Regions from separate parts of the Gossypium hirsutum genome. Here all the other regions are linked to region 3. A link is a contact called in public Hi-C data. All regions are on one chromosome and are shown on one strand. The core of a region is the stretch at or near the end of the contact, and the rest is flanking DNA. Distances in the headings are between cores, read along the strand shown. Region 1 holds the start of LOC107903978 (putative potassium transporter 12). Region 2 holds the start of LOC107903807 (fructose-bisphosphate aldolase 3, chloroplastic). Region 3 holds the start of LOC107903974 (E3 ubiquitin-protein ligase RHA2A).

The links. Hi-C and Micro-C count contacts between places; a contact is called where the count stands out from the background.
Region 1: a Hi-C map of leaf shows a contact between it and region 3, with 3 times the contacts expected there. The contact joins the promoter of LOC107903978 here to the promoter of LOC107903974 in region 3. A contact is called at or near these places in 6 of 34 Hi-C or Micro-C datasets (callus and leaf).
Region 2: a Hi-C map of leaf shows a contact between it and region 3, with 1.8 times the contacts expected there. The contact joins the promoter of LOC107903807 here to the promoter of LOC107903974 in region 3. A contact is called at or near these places in 3 of 34 Hi-C or Micro-C datasets (anther, leaf and petal).

What each region holds. Positions count from the first base shown.
Region 1 is chrD05:46,862,633-46,865,488 of Gossypium_hirsutum_v2.1, forward strand. LOC107903978 (putative potassium transporter 12) reads left to right here and starts at 1,327. Exons shown (of 9, transcript XM_016830215.2): 1 at 1,327-2,182; 2 at 2,802-2,856. The coding sequence starts at 1,919.
Region 2 is chrD05:46,564,029-46,566,865 of Gossypium_hirsutum_v2.1, forward strand. LOC107903807 (fructose-bisphosphate aldolase 3, chloroplastic) reads right to left here and starts at 1,376. Exons shown (of 6, transcript XM_016829975.2): 1 at 1,034-1,376; 2 at 161-430; 3 at 1-72. The coding sequence starts at 1,198.
Region 3 is chrD05:46,701,530-46,704,482 of Gossypium_hirsutum_v2.1, forward strand. It overlaps LOC107903974 (E3 ubiquitin-protein ligase RHA2A), which reads left to right and starts at 1,604. Exons shown (of 1, transcript XM_016830211.2): 1 at 1,604-2,807. The coding sequence starts at 1,848. The coding sequence ends at 2,480.

The DNA of each region.
Region 1 (2,856 bases), core at 77-2,576, 160 kb after region 3:
TACCATAAATTTCAAAATTTTAGCATACTTATCCATGGAAAAATTTTAATACTTTGATAACTTTGCAAATTGATCCCCAAAATAGATAGATTAAGTTATTATGATCTAGGAAATGTAAAAATTTCTAAAAAGGTGACATGATTACTTACGCAATTAAGCTTGCTTGAAGTTCTCTCTTAATTAGGGTTTCCATAGAAAATTTTGGGGAAGATGATGATATAAAATGATACTTTTATCTTTTAATTAACTATCATCTTTTATTTTTCCCACTTTCCAATTTAGTCCTTTTCTTTTCTTAAATTTCCATGGATGAATCATCATAAATATCTACTAACTTCTCTTAATGGTCTATTTTCCTTACAAGGACCTCAAATTTTGAATTCTATAGCTATTTAATCCCTCTAGCTAATAGAATTCAACTTTTGCACTTTATACAATTTAGTCCTTACTGACAATTAAACATGAAATCAGTAAAATTTTCTTATCAAAATTTTCATACGTCTTTCCTATCATAATGCAGACCATGCATTAATATTAAAATAAAATTTCTTCCTGACTCAGATTTGTGATCCCGAAACCACTGTTTCGATTTCACTGAAAAACGTACTGTTATAGAGAACAAGTGAATAAATCGTTTAATTCAGATTTAGAATAGTATGTGAAGTCTAGGTGGATTCTTTCCTGAGTATTGTCTTTCTTAGTTAAATTAGATTAGTAAATTTAGATTAAAAACAATCACCCCAATTTGTCGGCTAAATAATAGAAAAACGGTAATTACTAGTACTTTTAGTCCTCGTGGATACAATATTCCCTACTCACCATAACTATACTATTGTTCGATAGATGCGCTTGCCTTAGTCGTATTTATAGTTAGTTTAGTGACCATCAAATACTCTTTTGAAAACTTTCAAGTTGATCAAACAAATTTTCAATTTTAGACAAAGGATAATTTATTATTTATATTAATACATATTTTCATTTAATATCCTTATTATTTTTATTCTCACCTCATCATAACAATTGTAATTAATTAATTTTAATTTTATTATTATAATATCTAATTTCATCTTTAAAGTAATTAATTTTACTGCAGTCACTATTTTAATATTATCGAAATGTATCCCACCCTCGTTCAAATGAACCATTAGGTTTAAGATGTAGCATGTGGAGTAAGGAAGGAAACATAAATTTGTCTTTGTCCCACCATTGCTGCAATTATCCGCCAATAGCATTCCTTTTATAGGTTATACTGGAAGGTCGTTTCTTTGTGTTTATCATCAAAACACTGCGATTAAATTAAAATTGAAATAAATCGAATTTTGAACATGACCTTTTTTTTAGCACAAAACCCAGAATATAAAACAAATAACTCAATGAGTCGTTGATTGCCTTAATCCTTTCATCGTCACCAAAAGCCAGCCAAGACAGCAACGCTTAACATTACTTGTAATAATCATCCTACTCAACAGTTACATTCTTCCTTTTTTTTTTGTCTGAAATTCTTGGCATCCCTTAATTACATTGTGTCAGACTCCCACGAAAAAGTAATCCCCCGGCAAAAAAAAAAAAAAACATTGAACTTAGCCGTGTATATCCTTTTATTCTTAAAAATTATATTTAGTAGCCTTTGCTGTCCTATCCTAACTAATAATTGCTCTGGTCTCTGCAATAAGTTCAGAAGGGGACCCACTGAAGGAGTTAAGAACAACACCCCCATATCAAGTTATTGACCTTAGGAGAAAACAGGAGACTGAATCCTGAGACTGAAGAAGAAGCACTAGACATACGAAGGGTAGTATTTTCTTTTTTCTTCACAAAGATTTGATTGGCTGAGGCTTTTCTTATCTTATCCTCCAGAAAAAAAGGAAGTCTTTTTACAGACAAGGAGGCCCTTTTTGAAGTGGGTATTCGAGGGGATATGGAAGAAGAAGATCGGATTGAAGAGAGTAGCCGCGTGAGACTGAGGGGTAGAACTTTCAGTGGTGGAGGGGTGAACGAGTCAAGGTGGGTGGATGGTAGTGAGGTGGACTCAGAGTCACCTCCTTTGTCATTGTTTGATGATAACGAAGCCAAAGAAGGGTATGGATCTTTGAGGAGGAGACTGGTTAAGAAGCCCAAAAGAGTTGATTCATTTGATGTTGAAGCCATGGAGATTGCTGGTACTCATGGTCACCACCCTAAGGTATTGAATTTGTTTTATCTCCATTTCGTGAAGATTCTGCACTTCGAAGATATTTGCATATGATAATGCTTTTTGTTTCTTTTACTCTTCAATGTTAATTCTTGGAACAGCTCTATTTTTCAACTTCTGATATATACTCTTCTGATATATAAATGAGTTCAGCAGTGGGAAGAGATTCATTAGACTCATTGCTCTAGCAAGTGCTGTGATTGAAGGGTCCTCAAGTTTCTGTTATATTCATTTGGCTCAACTTGGCTCATTTATGACTTTTATATGGACTACAAATTTGGGCAAGTTTTTTCTTGTTGGTATATAGAGAAAATAGTGTCTTTCGATCAACGGTTGAGAGGAATTAGTACCTAAACCTTTACTTTCTAGAGGAGAAAATGATTAGGGTCCAACAGACTATAGCTAGGGAATTATACAAGTTGTTTTTCTTTCGTTAGTGATTAGCTTTTTATACTGAGAATGCATGTATTTCTGTCATTGAAAGTCAACTACGGACCTTATAGTGTCTTCAATAACTTAAAAGAATTGTTTTGTCATTTTTGCGAATGAACTTATTTCCATTAAGCTCAACTATATTCTCTTACTAAAATGTAGTACTTTAATCAATCAGGACATATCCACTTGGCGCACTCTTGCATTGGCCTTTCAAACACTCGGGGTTGTGT
Region 2 (2,837 bases), core at 126-2,625, 140 kb before region 3:
AGATCTTGATGACAATCCATCCAAGCCTTGGCACCAAGATTCATTGTTTGATCCAGGTAGAGGAACCAAACCCTGAAACACGTGAATATAAAAGATTGAGTTAATGAGTACCCCAAAAGGAATTCATACGCATATAAATGTAGAAATTCGGTAGTGTCACCTTATCTACTTTGATGCCAGGTACGATTTTCTGGTCGTGCAAGACATCAACAAACTTCTTCCCATCTGTAGTTGACTGGTAAAGTGTTTCCTCGAAAAGAATGGCACCGGAAATATATTCTCCGAGGCCAGGAGTTGTGAGCAGAAGCTGTCTGTAAGCCTGGCGGTTGGGTTCAGTATTGTCTAAGCCAATAGAAGATAATCTCTTCCCACATGTTGCATTCGATTCATCAATTGCCAGTATTCCACGACCAGGTGAAGCAATAGTTTTCTACACCATAGAAAGAAACAAATAGAAAACAATTTATCACAGTTTCCTTTCACCAGGCAACTTCGCCAACCCAAAAATTCTCTCATATAATTCTCCATTCGTGGATTCAAATTATGATTGCAAATCGGTCACAGTATCAAACGTAATAAATATTGTTGCGATTAATTGCAGTAAATAATGAAAGTAATATTGTGCTGCACCCGGCTATTTAAAATTTTAAATCTCCATGTCTCCATCAAGCATCAATGAAAAAGAACAGCTATAATGTCCCTAGTTAAAGGAGTCATAAATCAAACTTCGTATTTAGAAAGGAACTCCATCAATATCTTAAAGCTTCCTGTAGTCACGGAAAGACACAGAAAACCAGAATTTTTATATATGAAAACAAATACTAATATATAAAATAACGAAATCATTTTTATAATTATTTCATCGCAGATGCAACTGATTTACAAGCAAAACTGAATCACAGTTTACAGGTTAAAGAAAAATAATTGGATTTCACGACTAATGATAGATCTTTAGCCAACAAAAAAAATTCTAATAAAAAATCATATGAAATAATCTAGTAGAAACATAAAAGAGAACAAAGAAAACACTAACGGCGGTTTTGATGAGTTCGTCGGTGTAAGCGCCAGCACGGATCGGGAGTGAGACTCTGCGAGTGGCGAGCCGAGCGGATGATCCGGAGCGTTGAGGGAGAGACTGCTGGCCACCGATCCAAGAGGATGACGGTGCGTTGAGTTTAGCAAAGCTAACACATGCCATGGTGGGGCAATGAAGAAGACAAATCGGGAAAGAGGACGAGAGGGGAGTTCGATTATTACAAAGAAAAGGGCAGGTGGGTTAGGTGGGGAGAGGCTTAGAGTCACGTTTGGGTTGTTGTTTTTATATATACTGTTTTTGCCTAGGAAAATCCGGAAGTGGGGAGTTGAATGTTTACGATGAGACAGAAACACGCGGCGTTACCAAACAGTTCTTTATAATCCTACATTTACTACATTGCCCACTTTGATTTTACCCTTTCAGCCTTTGTCCTTCATATTTCATTTTGGACCTTTTACCCTCAATTTTAACATTTCACTTTAATATTTTGCAAAATACTTCTACAGTTTTTATTATCTTGTATAAACTATAAAATAGTCACTTACGTTTTATTAAGTTTATGTTATAGTCACTTAATTTTAATTTATTATAATTTAATCATTAATGCTATCATTTTGTAACATTTTAATCACTGTGTCGTTATCCACCATTAGAGGTGTAACGAAAATACGCTTGGCACAATTTTATTGTTAAATGTTGACGTGTTATCCACGTCAAGGCCACATAATTAAATACATCTTTTTCTTAACCGTTTGTTTACTTTATTCCCTCTTCCAACCCGACTATTTTTTTTCTACTTTATCCAAAATGAAACCCAAAGATCAATCTTAACTCCATCCTCACCACCATTCGAGACTCCACTCTTAACCTTGATAAATATACTCCATAACCCAACCTAAACCGAGAACCAATAACTAGAAGCATTCCTACTGTCAACTAAATCAAACCCATCAACAAACATCACCGCCTCCATTGTTGACCAACCCCATTTGCGACATCCCATGCCATCTCTTTATCTATTAAAACACTAAATTAAGAGGATTAACACTCATCCAGTTAACCATAAGAGAATAAGAAATTGAAAAAGGGAATTCGCCAAGCAAGTTCGATTCTTGCTTTGTTTTTTTCTCTTATTTATAATTTCTTTTCAAAATACCTATTTATAATTTCTTGATCCTATGAAAAAATCCCCCACAAAATCCCTATTTCAACCAATAATCTTAAATATTATATTTCAAGTTTACACATAAATAGTTACTCGTACAACAATATAAGCTTTCAAGAATAATTAAATAATTCAACCCCTATTATGTGTAACAAGCCAATTTTCAGTGGTTTAGAGATGACGATTTCAGAACCCCATTCTCGTACATCGAGTCGTAAATATTAATATTTAATATTTACGAGGCTAGTATAGAAATATATTAAAGTTTGGTTTGGTAATTTTGTTGAATTGATAGTTAATTAAGGTAGAAGGACTAAATTATAAAAGTTTATCACTATAAATTTTTAAATAGCCAAAGGACTAGATATGTAATTAGACCATTTCTAAATGGCCAAGTGGTGGTGGATGATGTTAGATTCCACTCACTTGGGTTAATTATGCTTAAGGCTTAAATCGATTAAGGTTAAGTAAATAAAACTAGGTTAATTAATTTTAACCAAAGTAAAAAAGACAACTTAGTGCTTGTCATCTTTGTTTTTCTTCTTCTTCCTCTCGAATGTACACCAAAGAAAACCTAGAGAAAGTCATTTGCAAACCTCTAGCATTTGACCCTTATTTAGGTATGATTTTTAAGTT
Region 3 (2,953 bases), core at 354-2,853:
AATAATAGTAAGGAACTTAATTGAGAATGAGGCCTTAAAACTCTCTTAGCCCTTTAGCATTTTGTGCGCTGTTGTCTAAAGTGTGAACACACATGAATATTAATTAATGTTGATGAATTAGGTTTTAGAATTATTTATGACATCTGATTATATATATTCAATTAGTTGGACAAAAGGTAACCATGTTTATGGTAAATGGTGCATTGCATGTGCTTCTGATCTCCCACTTATTTGGGTCACACTCCCACCAACATACATTTCTATGTCCATATTTGAGGACTACAATTATATATATACACACACTAATTAATCGCTTGAAAATGTTTTCTTCTTTATATCACATATCCAACCTGAAATGCATAAGTTGCAATCAAAACAAAACATACCTCTTCAAACCAAATTCATTTATGAATTATTTTACTTATAAGATACTTTATTTTAGAAATTGAAGTAAATTAAACTCTATGTGATGGCCTGATAGTCAATGGTGTTCATCACCTTAAGTATAACCTGGGTTCGAGTCGTGCTAGTTGCGTTAGTTGTTAGAATTTTATCCTGTTATTGTAATTCAAAAAGAAAAAGATATTCGAGTTTACCCTATTATTATAATTCAAAAAAAAAGATAAAGTTAATTTTTTAATAAGACTAATTTAATAATCTCAATATAATATGGAGCTGACCAATACTTTGACCAATAATATTGTGTCATGTAACATATTTTCATATCATATTAAATTGGAATTGGAATTTTACAAGATTATAATCAGTTCAATTTTTCTCTTTTATTTGATTGAAATAAACGGAATTTAAGTGGGTTAAACTTATCATCAATGAAGTAAACCTAATAATTGCAGAGAGAATTAAACTTAGATCATGAGTCGAGTTAGGTCGATGTCAAATTTTAGGTCTATTTCTTAAGTTTGGGCTCGACTTGACTTAAAAAATGAGTCTAAAATTTTATCCAAGCTTAGTCCAAATAAAAAATACTAAACTTGAGTCCAATTTGACCTGGCCGTATTAAAATTTTATATTATTTTTATATAAAAATAAATTTAAAAAATATAATACATCAAATATACTAAAAATATTAAAATAAATGTTTCACAACAAATTTAAAATATATTAGAAAAAGTATTGATACTTGTTAACACTAATAGTTTCAACTTAACAAACAAATGCCTCTAAAATTGTAGGAAAATTAACAATAAAACAAGAGTTATACAATATCTAAACAATAACAATAAGATAGTAATAATATAATAGCAAAATGGTAATAAAACAACAACAAACAACAGCAAAAAAAAAACTTTTAGACAAATCGGGTCGAGTTTGGGCAAAAAATTCTTATTCGACGCCTGACCGATTTAGAAACAGGCCTTATTTTTTATCCAAACTAATTTTTTGGGCCCATATTTTTGCCGAAATCCTTTCACTTTTCAGGCGGACCTTCGAGACTGAATGGGTGTCCCGACCCATGTTAAGTGTAAAGACAATATAACTGCTAATCATAAAAAATATAAAAATAATACAAATAGGAGATCATAAATTGTTGGGTTTTCAAAATATTATATAAATATATAATAGAAGAATAGATAGATGAATGAAAAATTAAATCCCAAGTTACATAAAGAATAAGAATAGGAATACAGAAATACACAGCTTGTGATGTATAGAACGAAGTTAGTATTAAAGCATGGAAAAAGGAAAAAGGAAAAAGAAAATAAACAATTTCAACAAGCGGACCCCACCACACATGGCCCTAATCTCCCGTTCTTTAGCCGCTCCTCTCCTCTCCTCTTCTTTTCCCTACATCATCTCTTTCTTCTTTTCTTCTTTCTTATCGCTGTATGCTTCTATTTCTCTATATAAAATCTAATCTCTTCCATTCCACCTTTCAGCTTATAAATATATATACACACACATATTACATATTACTACTCTTTTTCTACAAATCCACTTCCACATTTTCTGAAACTAAAATAAGAAAGATGGGATTACAAAGCCAGCTGAGCGACGTGTCCTCAGATTCGATCCCGCTTCTTCTCGTAGCAATAATCGCTAACTGCGTCGGTTATCTCCGAAGACTCCTCTTTGGTTCCCTCCATTTGATTGGCCTTCTCCCTTGCCCAGACCAGCCCACTACCATCGACGATGTTGGAGTCCTTGGCTCCGGCCTCGCCAGTCTCATCGTACTCGCCGAGCAGCTCAACTTAAACAAGGCTTTCTCCTACAAATACTGTGGCGGCGCGGGAGGAAAGGGCTCTGATTGTGTTGTGTGCTTGTGCAGCCTAAGAGATGGGGAGCAGGTGAGGAAGCTCGATTGCTGCCATGTATTTCATAAGGATTGCTTTGATGGTTGGCTTGATCAACTAAAATTTAACTGCCCGGTTTGTCGATCCCCTCTCAAAATCGATCAGCGCGTCGGTTTCACGCGGAGACGCGTCGGTGAAGATTTGCTTGCCTGGTTTTCTTTGGGTTAATTAGATTCCGACCAAGATTTTAGAAATTCTGGTATTTTTGGCCCCCCCTTTCTTAGGTTCCGGCTGGATTGGATATTATTTTGTTTTCAACTATTTGTTTTGAGAGGGTTGTCATTCAACTTTCTTTCTTACAACTATTTTTCTTTTTCTTTTTAGAACCCTTTTTCTCCATCGTAGGGTTTTTTTTCCCTTAGAAATTTTTTGAAGAATTTTCTTTTTCACTGCTGTAAATAGTCCTTTTTTATTTACTTTTTTGTATTTTTTTGTCCAATAAGAAAATAGTTATCTTGGTGTACAAATTATCAATATCAGATTGCTATTTATTTACATGAAGTAGTGAGGGTAAAGATGCTTTATGATTTTACTTTTATGGTAATCTTATTAATTTATTATTAAGGTAAATAAAAAAAAGCATATTTTATGTGATATTGTTTGAAAAAAGAAAAATAAGAACCCAAGTTGTTTTAGATTTC